Linked DNA regions of Sus scrofa: region 2 is linked to region 1. The links are chromatin contacts, called in public Hi-C maps. All regions are on one chromosome and are shown on one strand. The core of a region is the stretch at or near the end of the contact, and the rest is flanking DNA. Distances in the headings are between cores, read along the strand shown. Region 1 overlaps LOC106507944 (a long non-coding RNA gene). Region 2 holds the start of IRS2 (insulin receptor substrate 2).

Region 1 (4,847 bases), core at 687-3,186:
GCCAAGCAGAGATAGAAAATCAGTTTAAAGAAACAGATCCGTTCTCATGCCTACAAAAGCTAACTTCAGAACGGTGTGAGGAGGACGGTAGGGAAGGATAGTGCTGTAAACACAGACAAAATTATAGTAACTGACACAAAAGAAGGCTTTGATTATCCATTGTTTAGGGAGTAGAGCTTCATTCACATACTTCAAAGCATTCTTTTCCCATGGGCAAACCTATCTCATTTAAAGATTTAATGCCTATATGTCTCAAACTCATACAAAAAACTGATGAGATAGGAACTCTTTTAAACTCATTTCACAAGGCCAGCATGACCCCAATACCAAAGATGGATAAGAACACCACAAGAAAACTATCGACTGCTATCGCTGATGAACATAGATGCAAAAATTCTCAGCAAAATATTAGCTAAGCAAATCCAACAGCACATTCAAAGGGATATATACACCATGACCACATGGGTTTTATCCCTGTCATGCAAGGATGGCTCGACCTATGAAAATCAATAAGTGTGATAGACCTCATTAACAGAATAAAAGGTAAAAATCATAAGATCACATAAATGGATGCAGAAAAAGCATTGGACAAAACAGTAACATCCTTTCATAATAAAAACCCCCATCAAATTGGCTGTAGAAGAAACGTACCTCACATAGTAAAGGCTGTATGTGGCAAGCCCACAGCTAGTATCATGAAATATGAGATTGAAATCTTCCCCTCAAAGATTAGTGATAAGACCTCGCCCACTCTCACTGCTTGTATCCAACATAGTAACAGAAGGCCTGGCCAGAGAAATTAGGCAAGACAAAGAAATGAAAGGCCGAGTTCCCATCATGGCTTGGCAGAAACAAATCTGACTGTCATCCATGAGGACACAGGTTCAATCCCCGGCCTCACTCAGTGGGTTAAGGATCTGGCGTTGCTGTGAGGTGTGGTGTACGTCACAGATAAACCTGGGATCCCACATTGCTATGGCTCTGGTGTAGGCCGACAGCTGCAACTCCAATTCAACCCCTAGCCTGGGAACCTCCATATGCCATGCGTGCAGCCGTAAAAAGACAAAAAATTTTTTTTTTTTTTTTTAAGAAATAAAAGGCATACAAAGTGGGGGAAAATGAGATAAAATTGTTATCAGCAGATGATAGGATTTTCTATATAGAAAATCCTAAAGACCCAACCAAAAAACTGTTGAAACTACTCAATGAATTCAGTGAAGGTGCAGGATATAGTGAACATGCGGAAATCAGGTGCATTTCTACACTTTAACAAGGAAATATCAGAAAAAGAAATAAAATTACTTTCTCTCCGTAGTTGGATGGATGCATAAGGAGCCTCAGGCAGTAACTACTAGATTCTTTTCTCCTTCTGGATCTTCCAGCCTATTCCTGATGTGATTTGGTCCCCAGGGGAGAAGAAATTTGGCAGTTCTGACGCTCAGGCTCCTGGACCTTATGAAGTTATTTCTCACAGAGATTAGGCGACAACACAGAGTCACTCCATGAGTAATGATTTTGTGGGCAGTACCGATTTGCCAGACTCTGGGTCACACCTTGGGGGTATAAGGAGGAGACAAATAGACCTTCCCCTTGGGGAGTTGACTGTCTTAGGGGAAGCAGCGGGGGGCACAGTCCACTTGAGCACAGTGTGAGGTTTCCTCTGACCAGGTTACCAGGTTAAGCCAGTCCAGGGGCGGTGGGAAGCCATGGGAGGCCCCTGGAGAGCAGAGGCGGGGTCATCAGAGTTCCCATCGTGAGAACAAATCTGGATGAAAACGCGGTGAGTGTAACCGAGAAGGTAAGCAGTGACGTTGGTGGCAGGGATGGAAATGAGGCACAAGTGGCTTCTGCTTAAGGAAACATGTACAAGTCACTTCATGCTCAGGAAGCTGCAAATCACCCCGAGGGGCTGGCACACAGACCGTGACGTTACAGTCCATGGGGAGAGGAGGCTGAGCACAGGGCCAGGAGCCCTCACTGCCAGGCCGAGGAGCGGACTGCAGGGCTTATAAAATAAAATAAAATAAGACTTGACCATCTCTTCCTTAAATGTCTCTGTAATTTATTACGTGCCTGCACTACTCCGTGTAAATACACACGCTGTGCTACAAGCGGAAATTAGGAAACGGGGCCCTGGCTGCCAGGTCCCTTGGCTAGAGTCACAGCGGCAGGAGCTTCAGAGCGGGCGCCCAGCCCCAGTGTCCCTGACCCTGGGGTCCTCCTGTTGCACAGTCTTGTCCCGCAAGGGACCGGACGTGGGCGTGGGGGGGGCCCTGCGTGTGACCAGTGCTGCTTCTGGCTGGGGATGACCTCAGGCAAATCAACAAAGGTGACACTGGCTTCAGGGCCACCCTCTGCTAGAGACAGTTGGGAAGATTCTGCTAGGTCTAAAGCGCTCTGTTTTTAATGACCCAGTTTTAGCTCCAGGCTCCAGCAGATGTGTAGTTTAAGCAAGCCTCAGATGAAAGTGCTTAGGTCAAAGCCATGGCTAAAAGCAGCAGTCGGCCACGTCTGGCGAAGAGAGGCTTCGGCAGAAATGTCCTGAAGAGCATTTCGTGGCAGCAGAGAGTGATCTGGACACTCGTTAAATGAAAACGGCAGCCCGACAAATGGCTAAGCTGCATATCGGGTGTTATATTTTATACACAAACACAGACGGTAATGTATGAATGGAAGGAAAAACACTGGAAGAGTGAAGGCTGGGTCAGAACACAAACCGTGGGCGTTCCTGCTGTGGTGCAGTGGGTTCAGAAGTTCAGAATCTGACGGCTGCAGATCAGGGCTCTGCAGAGACGCAGGTTTGTTCCCGGACCACCTGCTGTAGTGGGTTAAAAGATCCCTCTTCCTCTCTCCCCGCCCCCTCCCCCTCTTCCTCTCCCGTCCCCCTCCCTCCTTCCCTCCCCCCTTCCCCCCCTCCCTCCCCCCACCCCTTCCAGTGCAACAGGCCACATCTACCTGCTGGAGTGCATTTTCTCTTCTCATGAGGTTAATGTTCTAAACGAACAAATGTGTTACATCAATGCAATCAATACACTCTGAGTCTCATGACCGTCAGAGTTATGGAAATGTATTTCGTACCTCGTCCCTGTTCAGCTTAAAATCAATAAAAATCCATTATCTAATATTTCAACTGCTACACACCAGAGAAACAGTTAGAAATAAATCTCTCTAAAGGAAAAATTAAACTGTCTTACACGATTACAAATTATTGACATTTACTTCTTATCATATCATACCTGGTGGGAAATTATTGGTAATTAAGTGTAGAATAGATCAGCCTCAAAGGAAAAGAAATGTTGAATTGTCAGATTAAGACATTCTGTATGCATTACTGACTGTTTCACTGAATCTTAAGATTTTAAGAGACACACACTGGTTCAATATTATTGGTTACTGTTTCTAAACATTGATTTAATTCCAAAACATGCAACTAGGCATCACAGACCACTAATATTAAGTTAAAAAATACTTATTATAACAACCTACAGCTGCCAGATTTAGACACAAAGTAAAAGAGACACAAAGAGGTTTAGCTATTTGAAGAATAACACCCAACAAAACTGAGAATCTGCTGAAAAAAGTTGAGATCAGATGCACTGTTTGTCAGGAATAAGAAATTCTTAAGCTGAGAGTGGCCACAAGTGGGTGTTGATTTCTTGATTTCTTTCTTTCTTTTTTTTTTCTTCATTTTTGTAGACTTATTTGTATTATTATTATTATTATTTTGCCTTTTCTAGGACTGTACCCGTGGCATATGGAGGTTTCCAAGCTAGGGGTCTAATCAGAGCTGGAGCCACTGGCCTACACCACAGCCACAGCAACTCGGGACCCAAGCTGCCTCTGCAACCTACACCACAGCTCACGGCAACGCCGGATCGTTAACCCACTGAGCGAGGCCAGGGGTCGAACCTGCAACCTCATGGTTCCTAGTCGGATTCGTTAACCACTGTGCCACGACGGGAACTCCTAGACTTATTATTTTTTAAAATTATTTTATTGAAGTATAGTTACTTATAATGTTAATGGATGCTGATGTCTTTAAGACACCCCACATCCCACCCAAAGAGATGGCCATGTAGGTATTTTATATACAAGCTTTACAGACATGTTTTACGGATGAAGACTTTGAATGATCTGATCGGAGTCACCTGGACAGGCGCAGCTGCCCTGGGAACCGCCCGCATACTACCTTCTCTTAAGACCCATGCTTTTTACTTCAGTGGGAGGCCTTCCTGTCCAACAATTCTATCTAAAATTCAACTTTAGCTTCCTGCCTAACAATTTAAAGTTCTATTGCATGGCCATATCACCTTGGTTCCCTTAGGCCTGAGATGCTCTAAATATGGGACAACTGCTTAGAAAACAAAACCTTAGGAAAGACGTGGCATATCCAGAAATTTACAATGAGGAGTCACATTTGGCCCCTTAATGTTTCCAAAACCTGTTCACTGTCGTCTTGTAATGGCCGAAGGCAATGCTTCATGCAGGACAGACCGAACAGGTTCCCAATGCAGTTTACCGGGCTCAAGTGCGTTTTCTTGGAGAAGGTGGCAATAGATCTGAGTTTTGAAGTAAGAAGCTGGAATTTTGTCAAGTGGGTAATGGAAGCAGGGCATTCCGGGAAAGAGGCTGCATTCACGGTTGGGATGTTAAAGACACAGGACTCGGTGCAGAGACAGCCCGGGCTTCCCTGACCTGAAGGCTCAGGAAGTCGAGGGTTAGAAGATGAGGTTAATTTGCTGGCTGGACCGTAAAGTCTGAATGCAGCTCAGGGCAGTCGGGGGCCACGGGAAGATCTGAAGCAGAGGAATGAGAAGACGCGCTTTGTTTTTTTCAAGAAGTCCCTC
Region 2 (4,847 bases), core at 649-3,148, 270 kb after region 1:
GGTGGTAGGCCACTTTGGGAGAGGACACGGGGCAGGACGGGCAGAGACGGCCCGAGCTGCCAGAGAAGGTGGCCCGCATCAAGGTGTATTCATCCAGGGATGCGGAGGAGGGCTGGGGCACCGGCCGCTGCCGGGCAGGTGTGGTCAGGGAGTAAGTCCTCTTTCTCAGCCCTCTATCCAAGTCCTGGGCCCCGTCCCCGGATACCCTGCGGTAGGGGCGCCCACAGTGGCTCAGAGGCCGGTCCATGGTCATGTACCCGTACAGCTCGCCCCCGCTGACGTCCCTGGCCGGGGGAGTCTCGGCGATGGATTCGGGCGTGTTGCTCCTGTGGCTGCAGAAGGCTCTCAGGTCCCCAGGGCTAGAGCCATACTCATCCAGGGACATAAAGCCAGGGTCGCTGGGGGAGCCCGAAGCCGAGGCGCTGCCGCTGGAGGGTCGCTGAGGGTGCAGGGGATGCTGCAGGTGCGGGTGTGGGCCGGGAGGTGGCGGGTAGGAGCCCGAGCCATGCCCGCTGCTGGACGACAGGCTGCCCGGGCTGGTGGCGGCCGGGGGCGAGTGCGCCACGGGCATGGACATGGAGCGGCTGTGTTGCAGAGCGCCCCCTGCCGGCGCCAGCGTCACTTTGCTGGCGCGGCCGCCGCAGCCGCCGCTCAGGGTGTGCGAGCGGCTCAGGGGCGCGCGCACAGGCCCTGGGCTCAGGGGGCTCCCCGACACCGACACCGGCCTCCCGCCTGCCGCCCCGGCCCCCGCAGCCGCGCCGCCGTCGCCCTCGCTGGCCGTGCGAACCCGGCACGAGCTGCACTTGGCCGCCGGCGGGGTGGCGGCCAGGCTGTCCGTGCGCGAGCGGCGCACCAGGCCAGTCTGGCTGGGGGGCAGGTTGACCAGGTGGTGGTGGCGGCGCGCGCCGGGGACGCTGATGGGGTGCGTGGCTGACGAGCCGGACGACTGGCTCTTGCTGCGCGGCCGGAACTCGAAGAGCTCCTTGAGCGCCTTCATGGCCTCCAGGATGGTCTCGTGGATGTTCTGGGCCACCACCGAGTCGTCCGCCTGCATCCACAGCTCTCCCGGGCCCGTGACGGCCGAGCGGCCCACCTCGATGAAGAAGAAGCTGTCCGAGTGGCCGCAGCGGCGGATGTTCATGAGCTGCAGGGTCACCGACGGCTGCTCGCAGTTGAGCTTCACGAAGCCGATGGTGCGCGCCGACAGGCACAGGCGGTACACGCCCGTCAGGTTCTTGCTCTGGCCCAGGCCCTTGGGCTTCAGGTTCACCTGCCACACCTCGCGGTAGGCGGCCGTGGCGGGCGCCACCAGCCCGTAGCTGTCATCGGCCGCCGCGGCGCCGGCCGAGCCGCCCAGGGCGCCGGGCAGGGAGGCGCTGCAGGACGCGGCGGTGGCGGCGGCGGGGGGCGCGTCGCCGGCGCTCGCGCGGCCCTCGCTGACCAGGTCGGTGAGCGCGCGGTACCAGCCCTCCTGCTCCTGCTCGTTCTCGGCCGCTACGGCAAAGTACTCGTCCTTGGTGTAGAGGGCGATCAGGTACTTGTGCTTGGCGTCAGCGCGCTTGTTGATGTTCAGGCAGCAGTCGAGCGCGATGACCCGCTTCGGGGCGCCCGCCTTGCTCCGCCACTTCTTCTCGCTCTCGTAGTACTCGAGCCGCGGCGGCTGCGGCGCCGACCCCCCACCCGCTGTCGCCGTCGCCTCGTCGCCGCCCGCGCCGGGCCCGCGCAGCACGAAGAAGCGCTTGTGGCCGTGCTTCTGCTTGCGCAGGTAGCCGCACTTGCGCACGCTGTGGTTGTTGTTGTTGTTGTTGTTGTTGAGGTTGGGGCCGTCGCCGCCCGCCGGCCCGGGGGGCCCGTGCAGCGGCGGGCTCGCCATCGCCGGCGATTCAGGCCCCGCCGCCCGGCCGGGCTTGGAGGGGCTGGAGGGAGCGGAGGGGGCGCGGGCGGGAGCGGCTCCCTCCCCCCCCTGCTCGCCCGCCCGAGCCCGCGTCCCTCGGGCCCAGGAGGTGGAGAAGGTTCGGGGAGGCCCGCGGGGGCCGGCACCGCGCGGTGGCGCAGCGCCCTCCGCGCTCCGGGGCCCCAGAGGATGACCAACGCGGGCGGTGGCCGCCCCCTGGCCCGGCTGCCCGCGGCCGCTTCCTCCTGGGCTCTCGGGCGGCGCCTGGGGACTCGCTGGCTGGGCCGAGAGTCGGGGTCCCCGAGCCGTGGGGCCGAGCCTTAAGGCGCGCGCGGCCGCACCGGTCCCGCCGCTGCGCCGCGCTCCGCGGTGCCGGGGTGTGCCCGGGTACTCGGGGTCCGCGCCGCCGCCGGGGTTGGTGCTGCTGCTGCTGCCAACGGCGACCCGGGCTCGTCGCGGTCCCCGCCGCACAGTGAGTAACACATCGCGCACCGAGTGACTGAACTAAGAAGAGCAAAACAACATGTGACTCGGCGTTACGCAGGCACACACTGCGCGGCCGCCCCGCCCCGCCGCCCGCATTGGCGCCGCGCCCCCGGACGGACGGCGCGTGCGGCCAATGGGCGCCGGGCGCGGGGGGGGCGGGCCGCGCGCCCCCGCCCCGCCCCCCTTTCTCCCGGGGCCGCGTTTCCCGCCGTCCCCTCCCCCTCCCGCGGAGGCCGGGGCCCGGGGCGGGGTGGGGGCCGGCCCGAGCCTCATTAATCAGAGGCTCGTTGGGGATGCCGGCGGAGGAGATGCCACCCAGGGCGGGAAAAGGGGCGCGCGGGAGGGGCGGGGGCCGGCCGCCGCGCGGAGGGCCCTGCCCTCCCGCCTTTGACTCAATTAATTGGGCTCGAAGCTTCCGCCGGGGAGGGGACCGGGGGAGGGAACACTGTAGGGGGTGGGCGCCTGCGGAGATCAGGGGCCGAGACCGCGGACCTGGGCTTGGTGCAGGGGAGGCGGAGGTAGCACCCCACTCGGGCCCCGCATCGCCCCGCCGCCGCCCCATTTGCTGGGGGCCAAGAAGGGGCAGTGAACTTGGCTGCCCTCTCGGAACCACCTTCCCCCAACACACACTTCGGCCAGCAGATCCCGCGCCCAGGCTCGGGGTGGGGGCGCGCCTTGGCGGGTTTGCGCCTGGGTGGTTCCCGGGTGCCCGGCCCCGGCTTGTTTACGAGCATCACATTAGTCCGTCACCGGTGAGCTCTGGATCGGCAGCAGCTTCGGTGCCCCTTCCTGGAAGGAGAGTCGGGGTGCGGGAGGGGGCGCGGATGCGGCGCCCTCTACCCCAGGCCGCGCTGGCGGCGGCCGCTGGCGGGATCCCACCCGCTCAGGGGCGCCCTTCCCCCGCACCCGGTCGTGGGCTCTTTCCGGGGCGTCATCAGCGCCATTCACTTGTCAGGTTCTCGGGAAGTTGAAATCGGCTGTTGGGGATGTAATAGGAGAAAGAGAAGGAGGACGAGCGGGCGTGGAGAACTGCAGTTTCCATAGTGCCGGGAAGAGGGCGGGCTCCAGCGAGCACACAGCCCCGGGAGCCGGGTCCCCGCCGCGGGTGCCCTCCTCCCGCCCGACCCTCGGCACCGCGTGGGGGAGGCGCAGGAGCGGGCGGCTGCAGACCTGCGCGCGCTTAGCCCGCAGTCTGCGCCGCGTGGAATACGCCCTTGAAGAAGTGCTTCGAGTGTTTACATCTACGTGGCTTTTGTGACTTTCAAAGTCGATTACAAATGAGGACTCACCCGGTACAATCGCATCTCCCAAATAACAGTGAGGGCTACTGGTGAGAGGGGGAGTTCTTGGGTTCGGATCCAGGCAGGCTCCAGATCCTGCAGAAACTAAGAAGGCTAAACACAAAAGCCCTTACTTTTTTTTTTTTTTTTTAATTATGTGCCTTCATGAAATAGTTTGAAACAACAGTGTTGGTTAATTTTTATAAGTCCTGGAAGTTTGCCTTTAAATGTCCTCTATACTTTATAAAAGTCTTTATGTTAAATGGGATGAAGCCCTACATTAAAAAAAATGATTTAAGATTGTAATTTTTTGAAAGGATGATCTATATATTTAACATGGTTGTAAAAATGGGACTTAAAAATTCTACCAGTTAATTCTATGGGTCAGGAGATCCCTACTTACAGAAAGATCATAGCATTTTTGTTTGTTAGGTATACAAGTTATGATTATTGATGAGTAATATAAGCAGGAATAATCAATGACAAATACCATCATAGAACTATAGAGAGGTATATTTAAACTTGATCCTTCATTTTTAACCACGCTTTAAAAAATACTTTTAGGAGTGCTGCTTTAAGTGTGTGTGTATATCTCTGTGTGTGTTTCTGTGTGTGGGTGTGTATGATTGTGTGTGCGTTGAGGGCACCACCCTTATGATCATTGCACTTTGGTTTTGTATTCTTTTTAGATCTTGTTGCCCTTTGGATGGGAACAGCTGTTGCCTAGCGATCTGTCCAATCAGAGAGGAGAGATGGGGGATTCTTATCTGGGCACTTGAAGAAAATGTGGCCTGGTCTCATCCACTTTGTGACGATTTGCAGTAGGTGGGCCTGCCTACACAGTCAGAAACTCTAACTAGCAGAGGGCGCTGGTAGGGGCGACTTCTCTTCAGCATCATGCCAGAGTAATTTCTTCTGAGAAAGTATTTCTCTTTGATTTGGGCTTTTGATACAAAATTAAGTTTCCAAATAGTCCCTGAATATGTATTTGCTATGCCCATTGGAAGGTAACAAGTCCGTCTTGGGTTTGTTTTTTCCCTTGGAGCTGTTCTGGTGTAGGACGCCAAGGTTCAAGTTCAGGTGTCAAGCCCTCCTGAGGCAGTAGGCATTTCCTCCATGAGCTACAGCCTCAGTCAATGGTTAGGGGGCAGACAGGGTGGGGTGAAGTGTTATCACCTCCATGGGGG

Evidence for each region. A called contact is a pair of places that touch in the nucleus more often than the background predicts.
Region 2: a Hi-C map of liver shows a contact between it and region 1, with 4 times the contacts expected there. The contact joins the promoter of IRS2 here to the enhancer-like site in region 1. A contact is called at or near these places in 1 of 5 promoter capture datasets (liver), 7 of 47 Hi-C or Micro-C datasets (liver, retroperitoneal adipose tissue and skeletal muscle) and 2 of 2 datasets of contacts at active chromatin or transcription factors (alveolar macrophages and skeletal muscle).

The regions. Positions count from the first base shown.
Region 1 is chr11:76,381,440-76,386,286 of Sscrofa11.1, forward strand. It overlaps LOC106507944 (a long non-coding RNA gene), which reads right to left. Exons shown (of 4, transcript XR_002336767.1): 4 at 3,945-4,847. Among named protein-coding and RNA genes, the nearest start is that of IRS2, 270 kb to the right of the region's middle. Within about 2 kb of position 1,937, at least 9 of the 83 cell types and tissues checked have an H3K27ac peak or open chromatin away from gene starts, as enhancers often do. A contact at or near this core is called in liver, where this site is marked.
Region 2 is chr11:76,652,741-76,657,587 of Sscrofa11.1, forward strand. IRS2 (insulin receptor substrate 2) reads right to left here and starts at 1,899. Exons shown (of 3, transcript XM_021065907.1): 1 at 1-1,899. The coding sequence starts at 1,873. It overlaps LOC110255859 (a long non-coding RNA gene), which reads left to right and starts at 2,671. Exons shown (of 2, transcript XR_002336770.1): 1 at 2,671-4,847.